Regions from separate parts of the Mus musculus genome. Here all the other regions are linked to region 4. Evidence: chromatin contacts called from public ChIA-PET, HiCAR-type, HiChIP or PLAC-seq and promoter capture Hi-C data. All regions are on one chromosome and are shown on one strand. The core of a region is the stretch at or near the end of the contact, and the rest is flanking DNA. Distances in the headings are between cores, read along the strand shown.

Region 1 (3,601 bases), core at 1,082-3,581, 380 kb before region 4:
AGGTGGCTCTAGCCGTCTCACTTTCTCCTTATGTACACAAGAAGGGCATGCCCCAACTGACTTCTCCTTTAGGAGTGCTCAGAGAGTGGGGAGGCTCTGGGTGGCACCAATGGGTTATATTTTTGGAAGAGAGAATGACTCTACAGCAGACCTTTCCCTCGGATGCTCATTCCAGCCCTATCAGTTTTCCAGAGAAGTCCCTAGATTACAGGATAGAGAAGAAGGCAGCTCACCATTCTAGCAGATGTACCTCGCCCTGTAAGGAAAAGGGAGAACTAGCACTCATGAACGTCAGAGAGAAAGGGGCACCCTTAGTCACAGTGCTCCTTAGAGCACTCATGAGCACCAGCAGGAAGAGGGCTAGGGCACCTTTAGTCGCAGTGCTCCTCAGAGCACTCATGAACATCAGTGAGAATGGGTCTAGGCATCCTTGGTCACAGTGCTCCTCAGAGCTAGCTTTGGAGACCCAGGAGAACACACCTCATTCACTCATCCTTTCTCTTTACAGCCTTGACATATCACCAGGCTTAACTTCTCACCAAATTTGCTAGGCTTGGTTCCAGATAACTTTATGGTAACACAAACAAAAACAAAAACTAAACAAACAAAAATCCTCAAGGTGATGGAGGTTCACCAGCAACTGAGACTAAGATGGACTGTGCCTCGTGTGAGCCGTTTGACCTTGGGCTGGAATACGCTAACCCTCCTGTAACCTGTTTTACTCGGGGATGGTTCAAATGGTCCATTCCCCCCACCCCCTATCTTGACATTCTAAGGTCCTGTGGTCATACATCTCAAGGCACTGACCATAGGGGCAAGTCTCTGGAGAGTGGAGACAATGGGAGTGACAGCCCAAGGTTGCCTGTTGATGAGGGATAATACTCAGCTGTCTCACTATGGAGGGTCTTAGGTTTGACCACTTCATTCTAGGGTGCCCCTCACCTGGCCAAGGGATCACACTGACTGAAGACAGGGCCTGGAGGTCAGGGCCTCTGCTTTCAAACTCTAGGGCACAGCAGATCATGGCTTTGGTGGTAATGATACCTGTACTGACTGACTTGGAGGCTTGGCAAACAAAAAGGAGGTGTGGCTAGGAGGGATGCAGCAAGCCCTGTTCAAGGCAACCCCAAAATTCTAGGAGAGAAGAAGTGTAGGAGAGGCCTCCCCTCCCTATGTGGAGCCGTGGAAAGAGAGGGGACACTCTACCTTGCCTTCCAAAAACAGGTCCCTGCTTTGCAGGCTGTGGGTTCATTGCTGTCTTCAGCTGTGGGCATTATGGAAAGAGGGAAATGAGGGAGGAGGGAAGAGGGAGGAGGGAGGAGAGAGGGAGGTGTGAAGTGCAGGCAGTTGAAGAACAAGGAAGCTGGGGTGCAAGGGGGTAGAGCTGATGTGCTGCTTTCAACACTAACACTGAATTGTTAGCCTGTTCATGCTTGAAGCTGAGGCAGGGTAGATGTGAGTCTAAGGCCAGCCTGGGCTCCATGAGACCCCCCCTCTCAACTGCCCCTCCCCCAGAAAACACAACTGAACAAACAAAAACAAACATAAAATACTACAAAAGGAGACTGACAATGCTTCCCCCTGCCTCTAGTTGGGGTCCTTTCCTTACTGCGAAATTTCCCCTGCTTATTTATTTATTTTTATTCTGTAAAATACGAAAGTGAATAGCCACCAGATCACAGCGGGGAAGGGAGTTGGGATGACGACAGCTGACCCCTCTGGCCAGAGATGGGTCCTGTGGTCCAGGGCCCAGGTGAAGGTAGCTGAGCCTTGCCCCCAACCCCAGCAGAGGATGGAGAGCCCTGCTGAGCTGTGCTGGAGCGGGGAGCAGAGCAGAGGGGTGACTAAGGAAGGGATGAAAGGACCCTTTAGGCAAGTGGGAGGAGCTATTTTGTTGTTTATTTGTTTGTTTGTTTCACTCTGGTTTGTAATGCACAGGCAGAGGTTTCCTGGCATCTAGAATATAAACGCATGTTGGGGGTGGAACGGGAGCGGGGAGGGGGGGTGGGGGGGCGGGAGGGGTTGTGCAAATGAGATGTTTGTAAGATTTACTCACCGGGAAATGGTAGCCAGAGGTAGGGCGGGTAGGGAAGGAAGGGTTTATGGGGAGTCCTCTGGCCATGGTAGACTGAGGCGGGGGCAGTGGTGGCTTGGATGGATCCAGGGGCCCAGAACGATCTGAAAGAGACCCCATGCTTTGTAAACTGGGGAGAGGGAGGAAGGTCCTCCCTAGTCTATTCCCACTTTCTCCCCACCTAGCCCTCATCTCTCCCTCTCTCCTCCTGTCTCCTCTACTTATTGGCTTCTTAACAGCTCCGTCTCCATGGCAACTGGAGACAGTCAGCTTCCCTGCCCCCACATGACTGAGCGGGGGTGGGGGTGGGGGGGTGAGATGCCAGTGGTGGTGGCCTCTCAGGGCATTCCCACCCTGGTTGGGAGGATGTGCAGCGATTTCAGAGGAGGGAACGCAAGGCCCTAGGGACTGGGTCGGGCTTCCTGCTTTGTCAACGTTGCCTTAGTTACCTCACCCCTCCCTCCTGCCTCCTCTCCATTTTCCTTCTTTACAGTTTTAACTCCTTTCCATCTCTCTAGCCTTTTCTGCCCAGCTGAGAGGCCTCAGTGGCAGCCAGCTGAGGCCCTTTTCTGCCCCAACTCAGGCAGAAGGAAGAGAGGCCGGGCCGGATTCTCCTTTTGTTGGACCCTCTTGCCTTGACCCAACCTCTCAGCCCTTCCCTCCTCCCAGCCCTCACCCAGATACAAGGAGTCGTCTTTAGAGCCAAGAGACTGTGCAGGGGCCAGACTGACGGGCAGAACCTCACAGGGGGGCAGCTCATATTTATCCTCCTCTTCTCCCTCTTCCTGGGCCTTCAAAAAGGGATGCTGGTGGCATAGGGAAGATGGAGGCTTGAACATGGCAGGCCCTGGTGGCTGGTGCCTCCCTCCCTCCCCTCCCCCATCCTCAGCATTCCGACTTACCCTGTTTCTCCAGGTCTCTGGGCCAGACAGGAAAGATGGGTTGGCTCTACTTTCTCTCCAAACTTGGGTATCTGGATAGATAGACTGGTTTTGCTTCACCCCAGCCCACCTACTTCCAGCAAAAGGTTTATTTTGCTCTCTCTCTCTGATAAATCGTAAACCGTCTTCCCTTAACTATAGATTTCAACCCTACAACTAAAGGAACCCATAAAAGGGGCCTTTTTAGCAGTGTAGACAAGACAGGTGTGGTGAAACACGGGGATCTCGGCAGATGTGTTTGTTTCACCCATCAATGGCTCCTGACCCCCGTACCCGGATTCTGACCAAGACACGTAAGAGAACCAAGCTTAGGTGCTAAGCCTTGCTGGACAGGTGGTGGGACAGGCTATCTAGAGTCACTCAGGGAGATCCAACTGTGGAGGACCCTGGTCTGCTGGGCCCCTAAGACTCACTGTGCACTTACCTGCACCTCTGGCAGGAAGGAGTGGTGGCCCCAACCTGTAAGCAGACTCTACTCAGCTCTGCCCAAAGAGACCCTGAGTGCTGTCAGGGTGACATTGCACTTTAGACCACTCACACTTATGACTAGGAATGCTCTCTGAAGAAGCCAGTGTGACAGCCTGGA
Region 2 (3,542 bases), core at 484-2,983, 280 kb after region 4:
ATTGACTAATTGTTTTGTTTTCTAAAGTAGGGCCACATTTGGCATCTTTAGCAATCTAGCATTGGTTGAAAAAAAGTATCTTGTTCAGAGTATTGAAAGTTAAGGGGTGTGAGAAGCAGGTCCACTGCCTGTCATCTACCTCTGTCTGGGGGCGAAGGGGTGTGGCTGCATGCTTGAGGTCATCTCCCTCTGTCTGGGGGTGATGGGGTGTGCCTGCATGCTTGAGGCCTTGCTTTCCTCGAGTCTGCAAGCAGTTCCATTATAAAGTGTTCACAGGCTCTACTTCATCCTTTGCCCCTCCCCACCAGAGCCTCATGGTAGGTCCTGGGCCTGTCAGCAAATATAGTTACAGTTGGGGGGGAGGGCGGGGAGAAGGAGGAGAAAAAAGAAATAGGAGAAAAAGAAGGAGGAGGAAGAAGAGGAGGAGGAAGAGGAAGAGGAGGCACAATGTCTGTTCTTTCATAAGATCACAATTGAATCATAAAAGAAGAAAGCCATAGGCTGCCAGTATACCTCAGAGCATACATCAGGCCCTTCATTTAACCCCTGTGAGTTAGATGATATAAATTATTAAGCTGGTTATTTGGAATAGATCTACTTTGTGTTCAAAAACCATATTTTATAAAAATAAAAATTGGATTTTTTTTCCTGAAAATAAAACGCCATAAAATCAGTCCATAAGGTTAAAAGGTCACTCGCTTGCATCATGCTCTGGAAAAGACATCCTGTGAAACACGTCCAACTCCTGTCACACCCAAGAATAAGGATTCCAATGGAATGGTTTGTCCCCGGGCCTGAATTCAACACTAAGAATTGTTGATCATCCTCACCAGGTCTCAGGGTGGTATAGGAAGAAAATTGTATCTTGAATTTCTGAGACAGAGGGCTTCTGTAAGCCTTGCCTGGCAGGAATGGTAGAATCCCACCTCCTTTTCAACTCTTCACAAGGCACACAGGTCTTACAGCAACCTCGACAGATGGGCCACGCGTGACTGAGGAACCACCCCGCACTTTACCAGATACAGGGATGCGGGCGCAGAGGAAAGAAAATGAGGGATTCCATGGGAAATACCAGATGTGCATAAAGTCCTGCCTTTGCCTGGTCAAACGTTTCAGGTCAACACTCGGTGTCACTGAACACCACCAAACAGAAACCCAGAAGACGACAGGTCTTGTTATCTCGGTCAAATGTGCTTTAGCGAGGGCAGACTCACCAGGCTCCTCCTGCTTCAGGGCTTCTAGATCCAGACTCTCGTTTTCCTTGAAGAATAACTGAAACTTTTCAAATGTCGCTGCGTACAAGCGTGCAGAGTCGAACGCTGCGTGAATTGTTTCCTAAGTGGTGACAGATGAACAAGACTGATTTTTTCCCCTAATATTTCTAGTTACGTGTGTGTGTGTGTGTGTGTGTGTGTGTGTGTGTGTGGTGTGTGTGTGTGTGTGTGTGTGTGAGAGTACGGGCACATGAGTGCAGGTGCCCATGCCCATGGTGGACAGAGGTGTCTGATCCCCCAGAGCAGGACTTCGAAATGTGAGCTGCCTGGTGTGTGTGCTAGAAATGAAGCTTGCACCCTCTGAAGGATCAGTGTGTGTGGTTAACGTCGGAGCCATCTTTCTAACTCTCAAGGGAATTTTTCCTAAGTAGAACACACACACACACACACACACACACACACAGAGCACATCACACCACACCACACCACACCACACAGCACGCATATGTAGATCTCAGTTCTCTATTTTTCTACCAGCCAATAAAAACCATGAGTTCATGACTCTAATCTCAATGCAAAACCATTCAGTTCAGAAAGTGGTCTTTCTTTCCCCACTTGTTAATTCTTTGAAGATATATAATCTCTTCATTCCTGTGCTGGTTAGGGTTGTGTGTTTGTTTTGTTTTGTTGTCACTTTGCTATGAGCTAGAGTGATCTTGGAAGAGGGAACCTTAACTGAGGAATTTCCCTCATTAGATAGTCTGTATGCAAGTCTATAGGGCATTTTCTTGATTAATGATTGGTGTGGGAGGGCCCAGCCCTGTGGGGACAGAGCCATCCCTGGTTTGTTTAACAAAGCATTCGGAGCAAGCCCTGAGGAGTGAGCTAGAAAGCAGCCTTCTTCACTGTCCCTATGTTAGTTCCTGCCTCTTCCTGACCTAACTTAACTCACTGACTGACCACAACTCAGCTGTAAGCTGAAGTAACCCTTTCCTCCCCAGGTTGCTTTTCGTCTCGGTATTTCATTACAGCAATAGCAATCTAACTAGTACAACTGCCCACAATATGGTTTTACTTATTTGTTCAACTGTGGAACACACAGAAAGTGGTCTGGGATTGCAGATACACTGATTCCACGGACAAAAGCAAGCTTAGAAGTTAGCATAAGGTTATGTGGCCAAAGTCCTAACTACTATGTTCAAGTTTATGTGGGGCCCTGAGTTTCAAACCTTTCATTAATAATGATGATGAGGAGGGTGATGGTAGTGGTGGTGATGATAAACTTGCTTTCATCCTCATCTTCCCATTCTTCAGTGTAGTTATGTTGCTCAACTAACTTGGATTTATTTGGTTTTGTTTGTACTTTATTCCCCCTCCACTCTTGTTTAGAACTATATTAAACCTACACTCAGAAGGGTTACTCTCCTTATTGTTTGCACTGCACACCCCCCACTCTGACCCTTCCTGAATCATTTCCACACTCTCCAATGCAGAGCTGTTTTCCTTGGCTTCTGGTTTACGGGCCTCTCTGCCCTGCCCCCTTTTCTGACGCAAAAAGGACAGATGACAGAAAACTGTCTCTTGGCTTGCTCACTTCACAGTGAGTCTTGGATGTCACTCCATACAGTTAACCCCTGTCTTCCTGCCCGGGGATGGGTATTTTGATAGTTTCTGATGTTTCCGCAATCAGAAGCAAGATGCTAAGAGTAGCCTCATGTGTATGTTCTTTTCTATCTCTGACCCTGTGTTTTCAGGTGTGTCTAGAGGTGGCATTGTTAAACCAAAAAGCAAATGCACGTTTAGTTATTTTCCCTCATACAATGCAAGTTCTTTATTCTCTGCATGGCTGCAGTGGTGCAGGGTGTATGATTTCCCACAGGTTAGCCCACGGGAGGTTTTGGCACACTTTTTAATTTCACAAACATGTTAGTTGAAAGATGCTAATTCAGTTTTCTTTGACTTTGCACTTAGCTGATGGGTGATGTAGTATCATCTCTGTTTGGTTAATAGTTTTTGGTAGGATTTCTGCCTAATGCTTTGGCCATCTTTCCTCCCACCTGTAGTCCTGTCACCCAGAGCAAAGTTTCTTCGTGCCTTAAGAGGCCAGGCTGGATGATATAAATACATTCTCCCAGTTTGCAAATGTACTTTTACTAATGATTCAAATTCACCTTAACCAACATCTACACAGTAATCTCAGAGCTTCTAAAGACTTACTTATTTGTTTGTTTCTTTATTTTGATGATCATTTCTTTTTATTCTAATGGTGTTGGCTAGGCCTCTGTTCTTATTTCTTTTCTATTTGGTCTTCCTTATGATGATAATGGT
Region 3 (3,995 bases), core at 1,199-3,698, 460 kb before region 4:
GCAACAGTTTCTAATAAAACAAAGTTTTATACTTAAAATATTAAGGGGGGGGTTTTTGCTGAGGAACTCAATCATGTTATATAAGCTGTATCACTGGGCTTGGCTTCATGTTCTGTTTTTCAGATAAGGTCTTAGTAAATTACTCACATAGGCATTTAACTTGCTACCAGCCTCAACCTCCCAAGTAGCTGGTATTACCTATACCACAAAACTTTGCTTCAAACGCCTTTTTTGCCATTCATAAACAAGTGCTCTGTACCTACCACAAGCCACTTTAGCATCAGGGTCTTGTTGAAGGTGTGCATCAAGGACAGCATCACTGATTTGGTCACAAATCTTATCTGGAAAATAAAAGTTCCTGGTTCAACTTAACTATTACTACTAACCCTATCTCATCATGTAACTAGCAGTTTATGTGCAACCCAAGAAGCAAATATAGCTATGAATTTGTAGGTGACAGAAGCTTGATGTAAAGTTATAGTAGTATTTGCAAGGTGAGAGGGAGAATCTCCAGTCTTTTGTTTTTGAAGACATGTTTCTCTGTGCAGCTCTGGCGGTCCTAGAACTTGCTCTGTAAACCAGGCTGGCCTTGAACTCAAGAGATCCACCTGCCTCTGCCCTTCAGATTAATCAAAGTCAAAATGATTTATTTTGATATCTCAAAGCCTACCATAGGAAATAACCTCACAGTGTATTTTAGAGACAACTGTTCTTTTTATCCCCCACATTTAAAATGTTACAAACCTACTAAAGAGCCAACTGTCAGGTCATTAACTTCTTAAAACAGTCCATTTCCCCTATTATTAGACAATAGGGAAATGAGATTTTTTTTTTAACCATGAAAATAAATTTAACAGAAGAAACACCAGCAAACAAAAAATGCAGTAATTTTTTTTTTTTTGAGACAGGGTTATAGCCCTGGCTGTCCTGGAACTCAGAAAAATCCACCTGCCTCTGCCTTCGGCTCCAGGAAACTTTCAAGTGTGCTCTAAGCCATATCCAATTTCTCCTTGATTCATCAATTTAGAAAATGGCAGTATCCTGGTCTGGAATGTTTGTGGTATTGAGACAGGGTCTTACACGTGGCCCAGGCTGACAAACTAAACTGCTTCCATACTTTAAACGCTGGGATTGTAGTAGTTAGTGTACCACTGTGCTTGGCTCTATGTTCCTTGATTTTTGTTACTACCCCAAAATGTGTATTGCAGCCACAGAACCTTAAGATGGAATCTAATGGCTGTACTAAGGAGTGATTCAATAGATATGGAGATACTCCTTTCCTTGAGGGGAGTGTGGGAGGAGCCACAGCAACACTTGTCTTTCAACCATCACTCATCAAGATGCTCCTCACAAGCCATGTAATAATATTGCTGTGGACCCCCTGCGAACGGAAACAGCTCAAACTGAATATTAGTATTTACTAAATGGTTATGTTCCATCTGAAACCCAAAGTCCATATAATAGATTCATTATAACCGATCTCATCATGGCGGTTCAGTGGACAAAGCCTTAAGGAAACATGAAATAAATCCTCCTTTAGTTGTAGGAAAAAGACCAAAGGGAAGACTTTAAAACGAAACCTAACGCGATGGGAGTATACACTTAATTCATGCACTTCATCCTTTTCAAGCACACTCTAAATAAGGGATGCCTTCTCTAATTCGCGCTATATTTAGTCAGTGGCAGTCTGTCACCTTGAAGGCTAAAGGGCATGTCTACCCATGCTCTTAAGCGTTTTCCAGGGGCCGGAAGTCAGGGATATTAGAGATGGGACCTTCGGAGACACCAGCCCCCACTTCCAAACTAGGGGTCGGGTGGGTAGAGGCCGCCAGCTCCGCTTCGCCCCAATTCCACATGCGGCGAACACGTGGTAGCCGCTGCAATGCGGGGCGCGCGCTCCCGGCGGCCGGACGCGAGCACGCGGGGCGGGGTCGCCCACTTGAGGTTTTTCCAGGCGACGGGACTAAAGAGGAGGAAGCAGTGCCCTCCCCGCGCCGATCTCAAAACTGCCTCGAGCCCCCGCCCTTCTCGATTTCTGGAACCTTCCGCATGCCGGGGCGCGCCGCCGGATGAGGAGCGGAGAAAGGGGGAGGGGAGCGGGGCCGCACATTGCAAACTCGCGGCGCCACGAGGGAAGCGCGCGGCCGCTGCCATGCCCACCGCCGCCGGAGACGGCCTCGACCACCCCCAGCGCCACTGCCCTCCGCCCTTCCCTCCTCCGAGTCCCCGTCGGCTCACCTGGGTGACCTTCCCCTACAGACTCGGAAGTGAAGAGGAACGTCCCCTCCTCAATGAACGCCTCGTGGAAGCCGTTGAGCTGCCCGTTCATGGCGGCGGCGGTGAGAGAGGGCGACTCTGAGGAGACTGAGAGGCGGCGAGGCGGAGGGCTGCGGAAGACACAGAGGGAGGATCGCTTCAGCTCTCGGCAGGCTGGAGACTCGGAGCGAACGGAGCGGCGGGCGAAGCGGCCCAGTATTTATAGAGCAGGGGGTCGCGCGCGCCCGGCTCGGGCTCCGCCCCTCGGCGTCGCGCGCCAATGCGCCGCGGGCGGGCGGATGGGGGTTGGCAGGGAGGTCCGCCGAGCCGAGCTCCGGCTGAACCATTCTACCGATGGGGGGGGCGAGCAGAGCTAACCGGGCCTCCTGCCAGTAGTTAGTCATCTTGATGGCGTGGGTTAAATGGAGATGTAAGTGAGTAGACTTGGGGTTTACGCCCATCCCCACGTTGATTGCTGGAGAAGAGAGGATTTGGATTTGAAGGACGGCCTCCCCTGTACGAGGGTATGGTACATCCCTCCGACCGTTGCCCACGGAGGTCTGCCGGCGCGCGCGCCTCCCAGCGGCGGCCGTGGCGGTGGCGGCCGTTTTGTGCTGTGGCTCTCGCCGAGGGTCTTTCCTGCCACCACCACCCTCCATTCGCCACCTCGTGCACCAGCGCCGGGTGGCCCTCTGCCATGTGAAGGTGGCCATGTTGACTGGCCAGCGGAGGCTAATAGGCACTGCCCTTATCCATCCTACACGGTTCCCTCCGGGGAACGAGAGATTGTGAGGGGTTCTAGCCCTACCGTTAGTCATGCCTCGAGTAACTGCTCTGGGGAAAATGGCTGTAAAGCCAACTAGCAGGAATGCTGTATTGTTTTTCCGAACAATTGCCACTTGCCGGCGGCCTCCCCTCCCCCCTCGCCGAGCCTCGTGGACCCCCGTAGTCTGAGACGGTACTAGATTCTTTTCTATCCTAAATCTGACTTTGCATGGCTTGGTTTTCCATGCTTCCTAGGAAGAAATGGACGTTCCAATCTGTTCGAGAGAATATGAATGCTTCTTTCGTGTGTGTAGGGGAGGGCGCTATTCAAGCCTTCAAATGTGCTTCAGATGAGCTTGTCAAGGTCAAATGGCCTCGATTTTATGACACTTTCTCTTTTAAACTTTTGCAGTTGTCTCAGTTTTGCTCATGAAATGAATTAACAGACGGGGAAAAAAAGGGAAATAAAACTCCATACAGACAAAGAGTGGAGTCTGGAGCTAATTGCATGCAGAGACCCTCTATGAGGCCAGTGTCACACAACTGTTGGGTCCAGTCTTAGGGCAGGCCAGGAGCCTGGTGGCTTTTGAGAACCAGTGTTTGTCAAGAACATCGGGTTTTATGATGCTAGGGAACAGCCTGCTCCTAGCATAAGATGCACTTGACTGTGAGGCTGAATGACAACCTCCGGCTGCCAGCTGCCTTGCCTCAGAAAATTAGGTACACTATGAAAAGCAAGGGGCATTTCCCTCTAGGGTGTGTGCCAGTGCAAAGGTGGGAGTTTGAGAAAGGCACTGTGGGAAACAAAGGAAGCTCTTAGACTGTGCTATGCTAGGAACAAAGAAGATAAGGGACACACACAGGCTCATCTCCATGTCGGAAACCACATCGTTGCAGGCAGCCTGACAGTATTTTGTTCTTGTTCGTTGGGTTTATTTTTAAAACTAGCCCTTCATGAGAAAATAGTAAAGACT
Region 4 (3,580 bases), core at 544-3,043:
GACTGAGGCTAAATTAAGTACCCTGCTATTTATTTCAAAGTGACCAACACATTAACAGTTAGTAATCAAAAATGCCCCATGCTCTTCCCTATCATTAGGTTTTTTTTTTTAAATAAAAACTCTCCAAACATAAAATGATCAGAGTCAATCACAATCTTGCCTTTAGAAATGCAAATTCCGAAACTTTCACTAAATGTATGTTAATTGATCTGAGTTTGTCACCTTAGAAAAGCCAAGGTCTGTACTTCCCTAAGAATGCCCTTCCCTCGGCGATAAACTGCCTCCTCAAACTTTCTTCACTTCCAAAACACCTATACAGGATTTGGAAAATCTTAGGGACTCAATTATTTTCAGGTCACTTATACAATCTTCCATTAACCGTACCGAAATAAACTTTTCACTAAGTCGGTGACTACTTTTAAAGGTAAAACCTGCTGTAGTGAAACAAAGAGAACATAGCCCCCTCCCCCCTTCCTAAACCATATGGTAGTAAATTCAAGTTAACTTATTTTTTCGCCAGTTCATCGCCCATCCATCGGCCTGAAAACACTTGTGCCTTTGTGCCGTGGGGCTGGGACGCGAGTGGTCTGATTCTTAACCACAGAACCCCAGCGTGTTTCCACAGGGCACCGCGGAAGTCCAAACGCCCCCCGACTGGAAGCCTGCTTCGGTGGGCAGCGCACGCGGGTGAGGGCCCGGGACCGGCCGGGAGCAAGTTCCGCTCCGGCGAGGTGACGGAGCAGGGAGTTTGCTCACCGCGGCCGGGCTGGATCCGCCCCGGGAACTTGGCTTACCCGAGCCCAGGGACGCGCAGAGGCCTACCGCGAGGCCGGGCGAGCTCCAGTCACAGAGGGCTGCCCGAGCCCGAGCCGCGGCGTCTTCCCGCCCGCACGGCCGCGGCCCTCAGGCGGGGCCGTCGCTCGCCCGCGGTCTCCCAGAGACCGGACGCGCCCGCGGGGCCCGGACCCCGCTCCCCCTTGTCGCGGCCGCACGCCCGAGACCCGGCTCGGCCACGGCGCCCGGCTCTTCCGGGAGCCGCCGCAGCTAGGCCGCGCCGGGGCCCCGCGGTTCCCCCGGGCGGGCCGGCCGGGCCTCGGCGTCCGGTATGTGTCCCGAGGGCCAGGCTCCCGCCGGTAACGGGCCCCGCCGCTTCCCCTCCCCCTCTCCCGCCCCATGACAGTGCAAAGCCTCCGGCCGCCCGGCCGCCCCGCCTCCGGCTCCAGGCCCAGCTCAGGGCCGCGGCCGCAAGCCACGGTTGCGGCCGCCGCTCCCGCTCGCTCTTCGGGCCGCGGTGGCCTCGGGTTCCCCAGCCCCGCGACTCGGGCCCGGCCCGCGTCCCCGCCGGTGCCCCGCTGCCCTCGGCGGCGCCCGGACTTCGGGCGGGGTAGGCCGAGGCCCAAGCGGTGGGGGCGGGGGCTCGGCTCTCACCTTCATGTCGGGACATCCTAGTTCAGACGCTGGCGGCGCGGCCCCTCCCGGGCTCCCGGCTGCAGTGTGCCCCCACCGCGGGCTCCCGGCGCTGCCCGCGCCCGGCCGGCCGACTCCCACTCGACTCCCGGGCTCGGCCGCGGGGGCGGGGTGGGCAGGGGAGCGCTCCCGCGGCGGCGGCGGCGGCGGCGGCGGGGAGGCGGCGCGGGGCGGGAATGGGGCCGGGCCTGGCCGGGGCTGAGCTCCTCCAGGAGGCGGGTCCGACGCGGCCGCGGCTCCGCCGGCGCCCGCCGTGACTCGGTCACTCTCGGGCCCCCGCCGGCTCCCGGCAGCGGCGCGGCGTCCGCAAATCCCGCTCGTCCCCTCCCCCGGCCCGCCCCCCGCCCGTCCGTCTCCCGGCTCCGGCCGCCGCCTCCTCCTCCTCCTCTTCCTCCTCTTCCGCCTCCTTCCGCCCGCACGCCCGCCCCGCCTCTCGCCGCCCTGAGGCCCCGCGGCCGGCGGGCGACCGTGCTTGGCGGCGGTCCTGCCGCGGTCCCGCAGGCACCCGAGCCCAGCCGCGGCCCGCCACGCTGCGCGTGGGGAGGACGAGGACGCGAAACGCCCCCGACGTGGCTCCCCAGCGCCTGGGCGCGCGGCGGCCGGGCCATCGCAGACGTCCCGGGGACGTGTGTGTGTTTGTGTGCTGCTTTGAAAGCCGGGGACCCAGAAGGGAATGGCAGTCGGGCCTCCGGGGCTCGCGGGTCCCCAGACCCAGGGGGAGGCCGAGGCCTAGCGAGCCGGCTCGGCCGCCCGCTCGAATGCGCTGCGGGAAAAACTTGGTGGGCTTCGGGGGTACTTTGCTTCCGGCTGTGTGTGCAGGTCTTTCCCTCCACCCAGGCTCCTTACAGGCTACTTTCTCTTCAGGCATTGCTAACTCGACAAACACTTGAGACTACCCCTGACCACGTGTCAGTGGTGGCGTGGCGCAGGTAGAACAGATCGCGCCCTGGAGTTAAGACGTGTTCAGCCCTGGGATTCTGGTTCTGATATGCTCGGTGTAACCTTGAACAAGTGACTTAACCTTGCTGAGCCTTCGCTCTAAATTGGTTCGCTTTGGGTGGTTAATTTTGCCTTGGTAGTCTCGAGATTGGACAAAGTTCCCAGCTAAGTTTACTGAAACTAGGGTCCAAGGTACTGCTTGCTTTGGCGATTTTCCTAATTTGCCCACCCTCCACCGACTGTGGGACCTGGACAAAGCGTTGGTTGCCTTAGCTTCTGTGACTTTCAAAAAGGGCAAGCATATCAATAGATGCAGGAGAGATACAGTACCAAGATTCGACGTGTAGAGTAGCAAAGGAAGGACCCTATTTGTTACAATATTTTATTGAATATGATTTAAGATATGTCTGGTTTTGAAAATACTAAAAGGCTTAATCCGAGAGACTACATAGTAGGTCATCCCTGTCTACCCAAGAAACTAGCTGTAATTAAATTGGGGGTGGTTTTGAGGCATGACCTCAGATAGCCCGAGGCAGTCCTTGAATTGCTCAAGTAGCTGATTCTGACCTTCCCATCTCCCAGGGGCTGGAACGAAAGGCATCTTCCACCACACCCCCACCTAATTTGGGTTTAAATGAGGACTAGATAACAAATATTTCTGTTTCGGGTGTGGAATTCCGCACACTACAGACCGGCCTGAGGAAGACTATGCCTAGTAGGGCTTACAAAGGGAGAGCAGGGTTTGTAGTTAGCCTGATCGACATCCTGGTTAGTGGGTCCTTTCTGACAACCCTACACATTTTATTATTGGCAAGTGATCCTGGGTGTAAGCCAGTTCCCTGAACTTGAGCTGTGAAAGTCAGGCTAGCAGCTCTTAACGCATACACAGGTGGTGAATAATGGTTTTTTATAAATTTGTATCAAAGTTTGTAAGCAGTTCTGTAAAAATGCTGGAGCATTTAGAGTAGCCAACAAAAGCAACACTTCCAGAAAGGAATACCAGTAAGTATGGAAAAAACTGGGTGAAAATAGAAAGGAGACTATTGAGGAGGAAGAAGGGGCTGGAGCTGTGAGGTGAAGTGTGCCCCAAGTCCCAAGTCTACGGAAAAGTCACTCAGGGTTGTGTACAGGCATGATGCTAGGGGAAGAAACATTAAAAACAAGTCTTACTGTA
Region 5 (3,626 bases), core at 176-2,675, 490 kb before region 4:
TCTTGTGAGACTATGCCAGGGCCTAGCAAACACAGAAGTGGATGCTCACAGTCAGCTATTGAATGGACCACAGGGCCCCCAATGGAGGAATTAGAGAAAGCACCCAAGGAACTAAAGGGAACTGCAACCCTATAGGTGGAACAACAATATGAACTAAGCAGTACCCCGGAGCTCTTGTCTCTAGCTGCATATGTATCAAAAGATGGCCTAGTCGGCCATCACTGCAAAGAGAGGCCCATTGGACTTGCAAACTTTATATGCCCCAGTACAGGGGAACGCCAGGGCCAAAAAGGGGGAGTGGGTGGGTAGGGGATTGGGGGGTGGGGTGGGTATGGGGAACTTTTGGTTTAGCATTGGAAATGTAAATGAGCTAAATACCTAATAAAAAATGGAAAAAAATTATTTATTTTGGGCTGGAGAGATGGCTCAGGGGTTAAGAGTACTGACTGCTCTTCTAAAGGTCCTGAGTTCAATTCCCGGCAACCACATGGTGGCTCACAACCATCCGTAACAAGATCTGGCGCCCTCTTCTGGAGTGTCTGAAGACAGCTACAGTGTAGTTACATATAATAAATAAATAAATCTTTTAAAAAATTATTTATTTTATGTATATAAGTATACTGTAGCTGCCTTCAGACACACCAGAAGAGGGCCTCGGATCCCATTACACATGGTTGTGAGCCACCATGTGGTTGCCGGGAATTGAACTCAGGATCAATGGAAGAGCAATCAGTGCTCTTAAATGCTGAGCCATCTCCCCAGCCCCTTCCAAGTGCGTCTTTAACTCCCCAACCCACATCTGCAGAAAAGTCTACCCTTTTGCACCTCGCGACTTTTTGGGAGGGGGTGCAGGGACGGGATGTTCAAACCTGGAGACTCCTGATGGGGTTCGGGAAGGACTCAATGAAATTAGGAAAGTATAATTCTTAGTTTTTAAATCCTAAAATGTGGGAGACAGAGGCAGAGTGGCAGAAGGATTGCTGGGAGTTCGAGGCTAGTTCGGTCTCAAAAGCAGGCATGGTGGTGAGTGTTTTTATTCCAGCACTCCAAAAGCAGAAGCAGGTGAATTTGAGGCCAGTCTGGTTTACATAAGCGAGAAAACTACAAAAAGAGATCCAATCTAAAAACAGCAAAGCAGGCGTCGAGATTGAAGTTCAAGTATGTGATGGGATAGCTAGTAGTATAGAGAGAGACACTTGTTCTGAAAACTGTCACTCCTTCCTCTCAATGCCAAAGTTAGATTTAGCAAGCGCCTGCGCTGCCCATCCCCAAAGGTCCTCATACCCACCCGGTCTCTGAGCTCAGGGCTCGGCTCAGGATCGCCCCGCCCACACTCCTAGCCCACGCCCCCTATGCTTCAGTGCGGGGCCGGGGGTTCCGGCCTTCACGACAGTGCGGGCGCTTTCCGGCCGTCCGCGCGAGTGCTTACGTGTCGAGGAGGCGGGGCCTAAGACAGCAAGTCTAAGTCTGGAGGTTCCACTGGGTCCGACCTGGCTGCAGAGAGGCTCACCTGTCCCTGCAGTCATGGCTGTGCACCGCGGCTCCGCACTGGTTGCTCCCGCCTCAGGTAGGCTGAGGGTTGGCGAGAGGCACGGTGGTCTTAGTGGGGAAGTGGCTTATTGAGAGAGATGGCGGTCTGTGTTGGAAGATCGTAGGAGAATCTTGGATGACCTGAGACTCAGAAGGTTGCAGGAGCTGGATCAGTGGAAGAACCCAGTGGGTGGAGGTCCTAGACTGTAGGGACTGCGGTTTTCCCACGCACTTTTTGACCCCAGGTCTTGGTTTGTAGATAAAGTACAGAAAAACAAGTCTGCACAGACATCAGGACTGAAACAGGGCAGCCGAATGGAGAAAATTTTAGGGTTTGAATGGACAGATTTATCTAGCTGGCAGAGTGTCGTGACCCTGCTTAACAAACCAACGGACCCTGCAAACCTGGCTGTCTTTCGTTTTCTCTTTGGTAAGTCCATTTTCTGGATGGGGACATTTTGGTTGAGGTGGTGGTGGTAGTGGTGGGAAAATGTCATCTTATTTCTTTTTAAGATTTATCATTATTTTGTTTATGTGTATGTATGTATGTGTTAGTTTGCTTTCTATTACTCTGATAAAAACACCATGATGAAAAGCAACCTGGAAAAGCATGAGTTCATTTCAGCTTACAGTTGTAGTCCATCTCGGAGAGAAGTCAGGGCAGGAATCTGGAGACCAGAACTGAAGAAGAGGCCATGGAGGAACCTTGTAGATGCTGGCTGGCTCCTCGTGGTTTGTTCAACCTGCTTTCTTCTACCAGTAGGGATCACCTGCCCAGGGTGGCACCATCCACAGTAGGCTGTGCCCTCTCACATAAATGCTTACGGGCCAATTTCTTCGAGGTATTTCCTTAGTTGAGGTCCTCTAGCTTGTTTTTAGGTGACGAAGATTAACCAGGGCAGTGTCTGTGTGATTGTAGGCCAGGCGTGTGCTTGCTTGTAGAAGCCAGAAGAGGGAGTTGGACCCCTTGGAGCTGGAGTTAAAGGTAGTTGCTGCCTGATATGGGTGATGGGGACTGAACTCTGTTCCTTTGGAAGATCAGTTGCAGGCTGGAGAGATGGCTCAGAGGTTAAGAGAGCATTGACTGCTCTTCCAGAAGTCTTGAGTTCAATTCCCAGCAACCACATGGTGGCTCACAACCATCTGTAATGGGATCCGATGCCCTCTTGGTGTGTCTGAAGGTAACTACGGTGTACTCATATATATAAGATAAATAAATCTTTTTTAAAAAGAAAAATAAAAAGAAGATTATTTGCATTCTCATAACTGCTGAGCCATTCTCTCCAGCCTAGTTGCCCATCTCTTCTCCTTAGAGCTGAAGGTATTGGAATAATGGAAGAATTCTTTGGAAGTTTGGAATTATCTGGCCTTGTCATCTGCAGTTAGGGTTTAGTGTTTAGAAATGCTTTGGACACATGGAGTAGAGGAACAGCTGCATGCCTGTGTGCATGCAAGAGCATGCTTGCATGTGGTGAGTTTAGGCCAGAGGTCGGTGTCAGCTGTCTTCCTCAGCCACTGTCCATCGTAGTTTTTGAGGTGGGGTTTCTCTCTCCTGAACCTAGAGCTCACCAGTTGAGGTAGACTGGCTGGCCAGCAAGCCCCAGGGGTCAGCCTGTTTCTCAGCCACTGAGATCGGTAGCTACCATGCCAGGCAGGCTTTGGACATGAGTGCTAGTGACCTGAACTCAGCCTCTCACGCTTGCAACAAGGACTTTGATTTTTTTTACCAATGGAGTAATCTCCCCGGCTCTTTTTGGCTTTTGAAATAGTCTCATTACATAGACCAGGTTTGTCTGGCCTCTTAAGTGCTCCTCTTGTTTCTCAAGTGCTGGGATTACAAACACCATGACACCTGACAGGAGAGACATTTTGTTCATGTCGTGAAGCTACTCAGAAGTTACACTAAGCAATTCAGAGAAATAGCCAGGGTGACAACTCACAGGGTTACAGATGTGCCAAGATGTGCCTTTAAGTCCAGCAGTTTCTAGCTGGGGGCCATTTTGCAACCTGGAGACCTTTTTAGTTGTCAGAACTTTCAGAGAAGAGAGATAGGTGGTTGCTGGGATTTGTGCTGGTACCAGGATACACTTGATGTC
Region 6 (4,092 bases), core at 271-2,770, 260 kb after region 4:
CATGGTGCCCCAGCACTGCCTGAGGCGCTGTTGCTGGCTGCTGGCTGCTGAGAGCAGGAATGTGGGCCTGCATGGGTCACCCATGCTGCACTGGGCCATCCTAGACCCATGAACATACTGGTGGCATTTGTCAGACTCAGTGTCTGAAAAAAGAGCTCGTGAGGTTGGGAAGACAGTGTGGCGGGAATCTGGGAGAAGTTGGAGGGGAGGATGATGGTGGAATTGGTCAAGACACGCTATACACGGTTTCAGCTTATAGAGAGTTGAAAACAGCACCACTCGTCCTATAGAAAAGGAAATGCAAATGAAGGAATTTTATCACGACCTTGAGAACACTGAATTTCAGGGCACCAAACTAATTTTAAAATGTGGGGAAACCGGTAGTCACATGTTTCTCTGAAGACTAGAACAGAGGGCTGGGATGGAGCACCTCACTAAGTGGAGCCAATCTTGAGGTCTGCCTCTCCCACCAGGTGATCATTTGTCCTGTGAAATAATCAGTATAGAGTGGAAAGCTGCAGGAAACGGATTTTCAGTTGGGCACCACAAAGAAGAAAGGTGTAGGTCCAGGAGAAAGAAGCTAAAAACAACCTCTGGGGCCCAGCTCCCTCGAGAAACGGTAGGTACCACTAGAAAATACAGAGCCCAAGATGCAGCAAAGGCAGACTAGGGCAGTGTCAAATCTCAAAGCCAGCTGAACTCCTAACTGAGTTGATAGAACAAGCGAAAAGGTAAACAGAGGGAAACTAATGCCCGTCTCCCAGATTGCAAACCACGTGCCTCAGCAACCACTCGCTGCTGCAGAAGATGCCGGGCTTTCAACAACGACCAAACGAAACACACAGAAAATGGAAAGTCACACAGCGAAGAAAAATGAGCAGAACAAAACACGCCTGAGAGTCAACGGTGATCAGAATCAAACTCAGAAATGGTGCACATTGTTAGGAAGAGAGCTTTTAAATTAACTACAGCGAGTTTGTTAGAGATCTCAAGGGAAAGGGGAGATAACAGGCAAGGTCAGTATGGGAGAAGTCAACTGGCTGCAAATGCCTTTTACCAGCTGAGCAGACTCACCTGATCCTTTTATCCCTTCTAAGGACTGGCTTGGTTGCAACGCAGTTTCCCAACCAACCCTTTCCATGCACTACCCGGCTTCCCCGGCTTTTCCACACTGTATACATCTGGATAGTGCCTAGCTGTGAGGTGCCATAGGGTAAACAGACTCTGCTGTTTGCATTGGGTGCAATTGCAGCCTATATGCTGAGGGCATCAGCATCTTGGCACTACTTTGTCTATCATGTAACAGACCCCAAGTGTTTGTTCTAATCGCAATGTTCCATTGCACCATTTTGCCAGCTGTTGAGAAAAACACACTGGACTATTATTTCTTTTTCCTGCAAACAAATACCCAGGACATCTGAGTTTGGTTCTGAAACGGTTCCCCTCCTCCCATCTTACCTTTTCTTTCATTTTCTCCACCTTCTGTTTGAGCTGGGGCACCACACTGTTAGGTGGCAAGCCCTTTTCCAGCTGGGTCACAAATTTAGCGTATTTAGTAACTTGACTGTTTAGGACTTCTGGATCCAGGCAGTCAAATTTGGACTGTGGGATAAAAAAAAAAAAAAAAAAAACAGTTAAAACACACGATAAATGTCAAGCTTAAACAGTATAAAAGTTTAGCTTTCGTGGCACTACACTAAATGAAAGCAAATCTGTAGGCTTAGAAACAGCCATTGTTAACGCCAATCGCTAATTCTTTTCTTAGCATTGTCTGCTTCGCTATCAAGTGCAGTACTGTGATCCACAGATTATCAGTAAAGACCACAGGGACAGCCCTGCTCTGGGCAGCTGCCTAGATCACATGGATGTCCAGGGGCTGTGCAGAACTGGCCCCACCCCTCAATATCTGTGCCACTCAGGGGAGTGGGGCCTTGCACCTCTCCCAGGCAGCGTAGTGGAGCTGACCATGAGGGCAAGAGCTGGGGAGAGCTGCTCTGCCCTGAGGTAGAGCGGGCATGGATGATGCTCTCCCCAACTTGCCCCTTGCCACCTGAGGTAGTAGGGAGAGCTGTCCCAGAGGTCATAGGAGTGGGAGAGCTATCCCTGCCCCTCACTGGGAACACTGGGAGAGTGGGCCCTGAGCGTTGCCTGGGCAACACAGTGGCAATGTCCTTGTTGGGGAAGGTATGGGTGAGACAGCCCCCAGGATGTAGGAGTGCTCTCCCAGCCCCTTGCCAGCTGCAGCACTCGGGAGAGAGAGCCATGTGCTCTCTGGGCAGCATGGTGGAGCTGGGGCTGGAGGCATGGATGCTGGTGAGCCAGTCTCCTGAGGACATGATAGCAAGAGAGCTGACTCTGTCTCTTGCCTATGGTGGCACTGAGTGGCCTAGACAGAGCAATGTGGGAAAGCTCACCTTGGTGGTATGGATCAGGGAAAGCCAGTGGGCTGACCAGTTTAGTTGTTACCTAGGCCCGGATCCAGGGCTCTGAGTTGGACCACGCCAAAATCTACATCATCTGTTAACTGTTGGGGCACATAAAGGGCAGGATCTCCATGGCACAGGACAACAACAACATGACTGGGAGGAGACCCAGTGAGGATCCACATTAGTGATGTCCCAGAAGGCAGAGTCAATGACTCATTGCAATGAACATTTGCAAGTGAGGGTATGTGGACAGAGGGGTGTACTGTGGGACACTGTGACATACTCCATGCTGTGACATACTACAGCTTCCATGATGAAATGTTTTCTATGTTTTGTTTTGTTCTGTTCTGTTCTGTTTATTGTTTGTGTGGTTCTATTATTATTATTATTATTTTATTTTGGTGGGGAGGTTATGGGGCAGAGGGTGGATATGAGGGAATGGGGAGATGAGTGAGACTGGGGTACATGAAGTGAAACTCACAGAGACTCAATAAGAAGTTTTTTTAAAATGCCCCTCTGGTTCTCCCAACACCAGGAACAATTACCTGGAAAACATTTCCTCTGTTGTTTGGTTTTTGACTCAGACACATGGCCTCTGGTTATAGGCATTACAAAGGTAGGGAGAATGAGGAGTGCAAAGTATTTATGAAGCAGAAGGTATTTTCCACACATCCGTATCATACTTGAGAGAGTGATTCTTGAAAGTTGATCACACCGGAAGGTGCTCACATCTTCTGCTTTCTTTTCAAGTTCTGAATACAGGCAGATCCTTGAAGCAGAGCCACATGGCTGTCATACTAGACTCCATAGATGAAGAGTTCACTACTGAGAGTACTCCTCTGACTTTACCCTAGCAGTGTGAGCAAAGTGGCCTCCTTCCATCAACGACACTAAGAACGGAAGCCTAAGCTACCAGAGACCTAAAGTGAGTAGTACACCACACATAAACCCCTCAAGAATGCTGGGGCGTTTCATGGCAACACTGAGTTTAGAAGTCCCACTGCAGTTAGATATCATGCCATGTGGTCCTTAGATATTCGAACTGTGCCACCCTCTTGAACAAAGGTGTCAGGAATTCTGCTCTATAAGAAGAGTTTTTGCCTCATAGTGTTTAGTGACAAAGGGCCTCTGACATTTAACTGGAAGACTGATTGGTTCCCATAAAATTGTGCTTTACATTATGCATAGCAATAGAATTTACACATTAAGTAACACTGTGATGGAGCAGTTTATAGTTTTAAACAGAAGAGAAAATGGCAGTTTTCAGGCTTCAAAACCTCTTCCTCATTTTCTCTATGTGGGTCAACATGACAAATGCATTCAGTGACAAGCCGTGTCTTAGTTCCTACTGACAATGACCAATGAAACTAAAGAGAAAGCACAGGTTTCATGGTCACTGCCCCAAAGGAATCACATGCATTGAGTTCCTTTGGAATGTAAAAATAGACATATGAAATATGAATGAGTTTCAACACCATCATAGCCATACTGTCCCCATGTCAGATATGTTAACTCAACTTTCTGAATATTGAAGTACATATTTCATTGATGATCAGAAGATACTAGATAATTGAAATATTACTTCATATTGTTAATATTCAGGTGGAATTAATAAAAACACAGCTACCGAGGGCTGTTCTCCCCCTACCTTCAGCCATTCCTGCTG
Region 7 (3,813 bases), core at 1,234-3,733, 360 kb after region 4:
TGCCCATGCAGTCTGTCACTGTAGTTAGACTTTGTGTAGCATCCCTTGGTACAACCTCCGAACGCGTTTTGGTTATGGAGAATCCTCTGCTTTGCTGCACTGAGCAGACACCGTGGAGTCAGATATACTCAGGGTTAAATATTGGCTCTGCTATTTCCTAGCCATGTGATTTAGTGTGGTAACTTACTATATTTTGTTTGGTGGTTTGTTTTGAGACAGGGTCTCTAGGTAGCCTTGTCTGGCCTTTACTCAGAGATCTGCCTGCCTCTGGTCTGCTGACATTAAAGGCATGCACTACCACACCTGTGGTATTTATTTACTGTTTCTTGATCACAGCATCTTTTTTTTTCCTTTAAAATTTTTTTTTTGGCAGTCTCATATAGATGGATCTCTTGAGTTCAGAACAGCATGGTCTACATACTAAGTTACAGAACAATCCCGGGCGACATAGAAAGACCAAGTCTTAGAAAAACTACAACAGCAAAAAAAACAAAACAAAACAAAAAAAAAAACCAAACCCCAAAGGAAGCAGAAGATGGATGTGCAAGGCCACCTGTGGATCAGTTACTATCAAATGGAGACTAGTAGTCAGATTTACATTCCGTAAGGCTTTGTATAAAGGCTTTGCATCGTGGTGGGTGACAACATTAAAACCTAATGTTTGTTTTGTTAACTCACATTCTTACTCTGTGGCCATGTATGTATATGCACTTGGTTTGACTTGCTATATTCTAGTAAGTATGTATTAAGTAAGAAATGTCAAGTAAGAACACTCCACTTGGGGCTGGAGAGATGGCTCAGCTGTTAAGAGCACTGACTGCTCTTCTGAAGGTCCTGAGTTCAAATCCCAGCAACCACATGATGGCTCATAGCCATCCATAATGAGATCTGATGCCCTCCTTTGGTGTGTCTGAAGACAGCTACAGTGTACTTACATATAATAATAAATAAAATAATGAATAAAATCTTAAAAAAAAAAAAAAAAGAGAACACTCCACTTAGGCACTGGGGAAATGGCCCAGCAGTGAGGTTGAGAGCACTTGCTGGTCATCTAGAAGATCTAAGTTGGGCATTTTCCAGCACCCACATTGGACTCCTGACAAGTGCCTGTAACTCAAGTTCCAGAAATCCAACATCTTCTGACCTCTGAGAGAGAGCACCTGTATGAATGTAAGCTCTCACAGGTGCGTGTGCACACACACACACACACACACACACACACACACACCGTAAAAATAAATCTATATAAAAGGGAACACTACTGTTCATTGGTCATATTTACCATGGATTTAAAATAGATGTTTGAAGGCTAGATTCTGAAGACCTGGGGTCCCTGGCCCTGGTTCTTCTAAGGAGAAACAGAGTTTGAAGCTGGATAGGTGGCACCAGGTCTTGTGAGTCTGGGGAGGAAAAGTGAAGCTGTGCATAGCTCCAGAGAGGAGGGAGCACAGGTGCAATCCTCCAGGGAGGAGGGAGCGTGGGTGCAATTGGGAAGAGCTCTCAGATTTACTGTCCTTTTGTAGGGTAAGATGTACGGAACCTTTAAATTCACAATGGCATTCAGAGAGGCTTTGCTTGGATTCTGCTCTTTTTTTTGACTACGTCACGGACTACAGAATGGGGGAATGAGGATAGCCTGCCTGTGACCCCTTCCTAAACATTAATCAAATTATGCTGCTGAATATATTTTATTTATGATTCAATCGGTTGTGATTAATGTTTCAGGCCAAAGAGAAAACAGGAGCAACGGCTTCTGTCATCTATGTCCCTCCTCCTTTTGCTGCTGCTGCCATTAATGAAGCAATCGACGCGGAGATTCCCTTGGTTGTGTGCATTACGGAAGGTATTCCGCAGCAGGATATGGTGCGGGTCAAGCACAGACTGACACGCCAGGGAACGACGAGGCTAATCGGGCCAAACTGCCCCGGCGTCATCAACGTGAGTGTAGGGTAGGAGGGAAGTCAGAAGGCTATGGCTTTGAATTAAAGTACGTGTGTGTGTGTGTGTGTGTGTGTGTGTGTGTGCGCGCGCGTGTGCATGTGCGTGCTCGGGTGTTTGTGTGTGCTCGGGTGTGGGTGTGCACATGTGACTTAGGGGTTAGAATTTTCTTTGGAACTTTTCTGAAACTGCAGTTTACTTTCCTCCAGCCTGGAGAATGCAAAATCGGCATCATGCCTGGCCACATTCACAAGAAGGGAAGAATAGGTGAGTGACTCTGTTACTTTCTGATAGATTAAAACATAGAAATTCCACTTTCCTAACTCGGCTCACAGTGACGGTGACTGTAAGTCAATGTGTCTCTGTAATAAGTTATTTTTTCTTACAGTGAGTCAGAAATATATCTCAAATATGATGGGCCTCTTTGAGAATCACTTGTAGTTCTGTGGAACCAGTGATGATCGTGGGTAGTGGTTCCTTTTCTGCTCAGACTCTGGGTTCTGCTGTGTATTTTGTGTTCGTGGTGAATACCAGCTTCCTGCTCACAGCCTCCTGCCTGCTCTGTGGCTTTACCACTGTTTATCCATTTTCTTAGTGGTCATCTGGGCTGTTTGCAGGTTTGAGCATTAGGAACAAGACTAAAATACAGGCCTTGCTATGGATACACTTTGATTTCTGAAGGGCAACATTTGCTAGAACACACATTTAGTATGCTTGCCTTTTAAGGAAGTTGCCAGGGAGTGCTAGGAGATGTCCGTGCTACTTTGTATTCCGTCAGCAGAGTCCCAGTTACCCTTCCTCCTCCAGGCTTCTCCTCTCCAGCAGACTTGTGCTTGCTCTTTGGGGGATGAAACAGCTTTTGTTGTGATGCCCCTGATGGGTGAGGTCAAAGAGCGCCTTCTCAGTCTTTACCCTTGATCCGAGGGTGCACTTGGACCAACACACAGAGGCAGGAAGTGAGTTTGGCTTTTAGTCTAACTCAGGTGCTGCCTGGCCTGGCCTCATAGTCTACTCAGTTGGCTCCTCTGAAAAGAATTGGCTGGGGGAGTTGGAAGAGGAGGGAAGGGTCACTGCTCCCAGGGAGAAAAGGTCACTCACTGCTCCAGGGCATCCAATTCCTAGAATAGAGCTCTGGGCCTTTGTATGAACAAAGCTTTTACTGGGTGAATTTTAATTCCTTGCCCTAAAACACAAATTTCATAAGATTAGATTGAAACGATACATATTTGGCATTTCTTATCAATCCTTTGTTTTCTTTTTTCTTTTTGTTTGCTTGTTTGTTTGTTTTTTGTTTTGTTTTGTTTTTGTTTTTCCCAAGACAGAGTACCTCCTTGTAGCCCTGACTGTCTTGGAACTTACTGTTGACAAGCCTGGCCTTGAGCTCAGATCTGCTTCCCACTGAGATTAAAGGCATGCACCACCACTGCCCAGCTTGCTTGCTTGCTTGCTTGGTTCCTTCCTTCCTTCCTTCCTTCCTTCCTTCCTTCCTTCCTTCCTTCCTTCCTTCCTTCCTCCCTCCCTCCCTCCCTCCCTCCCTCCCTCTCTCCTCTTTCTCTCTCTCTCTCTCTTTCTATCTTTCTTTCTTTCTTTCTTTCTTTCTTTCTTTCTTTCTTTCTTTCTTTCTTTCTTTCTTTCTTACTCTGTTTTTCTTTAAAACTCTGTTTTCTTAAAACTCATTAAGATGCCAGCTAAGAAGCTAATCCTGAGGTAGGTTTTCCATTAGCATGGCTTAAAGTGAGCCCACATTCCTAGGGGTGGTTTGTTGGCCTGGAGATTTCCCTGGCCCCATTGACTGTTAGGTCTGCCTCCAGGCCAGACACGTCCATTCTCTTTAGCTGGAGTGGTTTTCCCTCAGCCCTTATTGCTGCTTTAACA

Evidence for each region. Promoter capture Hi-C pulls out the DNA fragments that hold promoters and counts their contacts. ChIA-PET counts read pairs in DNA pulled down with a chosen protein or histone mark. HiCAR-type assays count read pairs that join an accessible place to other places. HiChIP or PLAC-seq counts read pairs in DNA pulled down with a chosen protein or histone mark.
Region 1: an H3K27ac HiChIP or PLAC-seq map of embryonic stem cells shows a contact between it and region 4, with 6 read pairs. The contact joins the promoter of Sh2d6 here to the promoter of Kcmf1 in region 4. A contact is called at or near these places in 3 of 39 promoter capture datasets (3T3-L1-derived adipocytes, liver and pre-B cells) and 4 of 115 datasets of contacts at active chromatin or transcription factors (embryonic stem cells, memory CD8 T cells, pancreatic cancer cells and 1 more).
Region 2: a promoter capture Hi-C map of the HPC-7 cell line shows a contact between it and region 4. The contact joins the enhancer-like site here to the promoter of Kcmf1 in region 4. A contact is called at or near these places in 8 of 39 promoter capture datasets (the 3T3-L1 cell line, the HPC-7 cell line, cranial neural crest and 5 more), 6 of 115 datasets of contacts at active chromatin or transcription factors (bone marrow-derived macrophages, embryonic basal ganglia, embryonic stem cells and 1 more) and 1 of 9 other capture datasets (embryonic stem cells).
Region 3: an RNA polymerase II ChIA-PET map of memory CD8 T cells shows a contact between it and region 4, with 30 read pairs. The contact joins the promoter of Mat2a here to the promoter of Kcmf1 in region 4. A contact is called at or near these places in 8 of 39 promoter capture datasets (the 3T3-L1 cell line, the HPC-7 cell line, cranial neural crest and 5 more), 4 of 484 Hi-C or Micro-C datasets (the G1E-ER4 cell line and embryonic stem cells), 6 of 115 datasets of contacts at active chromatin or transcription factors (astrocytes, effector CD8 T cells, embryonic stem cells and 2 more) and 1 of 9 other capture datasets (adipose tissue).
Region 5: a HiCAR-type map of astrocytes shows a contact between it and region 4, with 2.1 times the contacts expected there. The contact joins the promoter of Ggcx here to the promoter of Kcmf1 in region 4. A contact is called at or near these places in 1 of 39 promoter capture datasets (embryonic stem cells), 1 of 484 Hi-C or Micro-C datasets (embryonic stem cells) and 3 of 115 datasets of contacts at active chromatin or transcription factors (astrocytes, embryonic forebrain and pancreatic cancer cells).
Region 6: a contact with region 4 is called in an H3K27ac HiChIP or PLAC-seq map of extraembryonic endoderm stem cells. The contact joins the enhancer-like site here to the promoter of Kcmf1 in region 4. A contact is called at or near these places in 8 of 39 promoter capture datasets (the 3T3-L1 cell line, the HPC-7 cell line, cranial neural crest and 4 more), 1 of 484 Hi-C or Micro-C datasets (nephron progenitors), 11 of 115 datasets of contacts at active chromatin or transcription factors (the HPC-7 cell line, bone marrow-derived macrophages, embryonic forebrain and 6 more) and 4 of 9 other capture datasets (adipose tissue, embryonic stem cells, liver and 1 more).
Region 7: a contact with region 4 is called in a promoter capture Hi-C map of the HPC-7 cell line. The contact joins the enhancer-like site here to the promoter of Kcmf1 in region 4. A contact is called at or near these places in 7 of 39 promoter capture datasets (the HPC-7 cell line, hippocampal neurons, liver and 3 more), 6 of 115 datasets of contacts at active chromatin or transcription factors (bone marrow-derived macrophages, embryonic basal ganglia, embryonic stem cells and 2 more) and 1 of 9 other capture datasets (liver).

What each region holds. Positions count from the first base shown.
Region 1 is chr6:72,517,705-72,521,305 of GRCm38.p6, forward strand. Sh2d6 (SH2 domain containing 6) reads right to left here and starts at 2,332. Exons shown (of 12, transcript NM_001374030.1): 1 at 2,256-2,332; 2 at 2,057-2,178; 3 at 1,207-1,264; 4 at 234-256. The coding sequence starts at 2,122.
Region 2 is chr6:73,180,493-73,184,034 of GRCm38.p6, forward strand. It overlaps Dnah6 (dynein, axonemal, heavy chain 6), which reads right to left. Exons shown (of 77, transcript NM_001164669.1): 12 at 1,215-1,335. Among named protein-coding and RNA genes, the nearest start is that of Dnah6, 39 kb to the right of the region's middle. Within about 2 kb of position 1,734, at least 30 of the 459 cell types and tissues checked have an H3K27ac peak or open chromatin away from gene starts, as enhancers often do. A contact at or near this core is called in the HPC-7 cell line and bone marrow-derived macrophages, where this site is marked.
Region 3 is chr6:72,437,108-72,441,102 of GRCm38.p6, forward strand. It overlaps Mat2a (methionine adenosyltransferase II, alpha), which reads right to left and starts at 2,449. Exons shown (of 9, transcript NM_145569.5): 1 at 2,239-2,449; 2 at 264-341; 3 at 1-10. The coding sequence starts at 2,329. Particl (promoter of Mat2a antisense radiation induced circulating long non-coding RNA) reads left to right here and starts at 1,576. Exons shown (of 1, transcript NR_046011.1): 1 at 1,576-3,508.
Region 4 is chr6:72,898,186-72,901,765 of GRCm38.p6, forward strand. It overlaps Kcmf1 (potassium channel modulatory factor 1), which reads right to left and starts at 1,794. Exons shown (of 7, transcript NM_019715.2): 1 at 1,429-1,794. The coding sequence starts at 1,444.
Region 5 is chr6:72,412,883-72,416,508 of GRCm38.p6, forward strand. It overlaps Ggcx (gamma-glutamyl carboxylase), which reads left to right and starts at 1,426. Exons shown (of 15, transcript NM_019802.5): 1 at 1,426-1,567; 2 at 1,790-1,960. The coding sequence starts at 1,525.
Region 6 is chr6:73,159,406-73,163,497 of GRCm38.p6, forward strand. Dnah6 (dynein, axonemal, heavy chain 6) reads right to left here. Exons shown (of 77, transcript NM_001164669.1): 17 at 4,075-4,092; 18 at 1,459-1,602. Among named protein-coding and RNA genes, the nearest start is that of Gm24533, 20 kb to the left of the region's middle. Within about 2 kb of position 1,521, at least 8 of the 459 cell types and tissues checked have an H3K27ac peak or open chromatin away from gene starts, as enhancers often do. A contact at or near this core is called in extraembryonic endoderm stem cells, where this site is marked.
Region 7 is chr6:73,262,083-73,265,895 of GRCm38.p6, forward strand. It overlaps Suclg1 (succinate-CoA ligase, GDP-forming, alpha subunit), which reads left to right. Exons shown (of 9, transcript NM_019879.3): 4 at 1,726-1,938; 5 at 2,148-2,205. Among named protein-coding and RNA genes, the nearest start is that of Gm38834, 15 kb to the left of the region's middle. Within about 2 kb of position 2,484, at least 29 of the 459 cell types and tissues checked have an H3K27ac peak or open chromatin away from gene starts, as enhancers often do. A contact at or near this core is called in the HPC-7 cell line and embryonic stem cells, where this site is marked.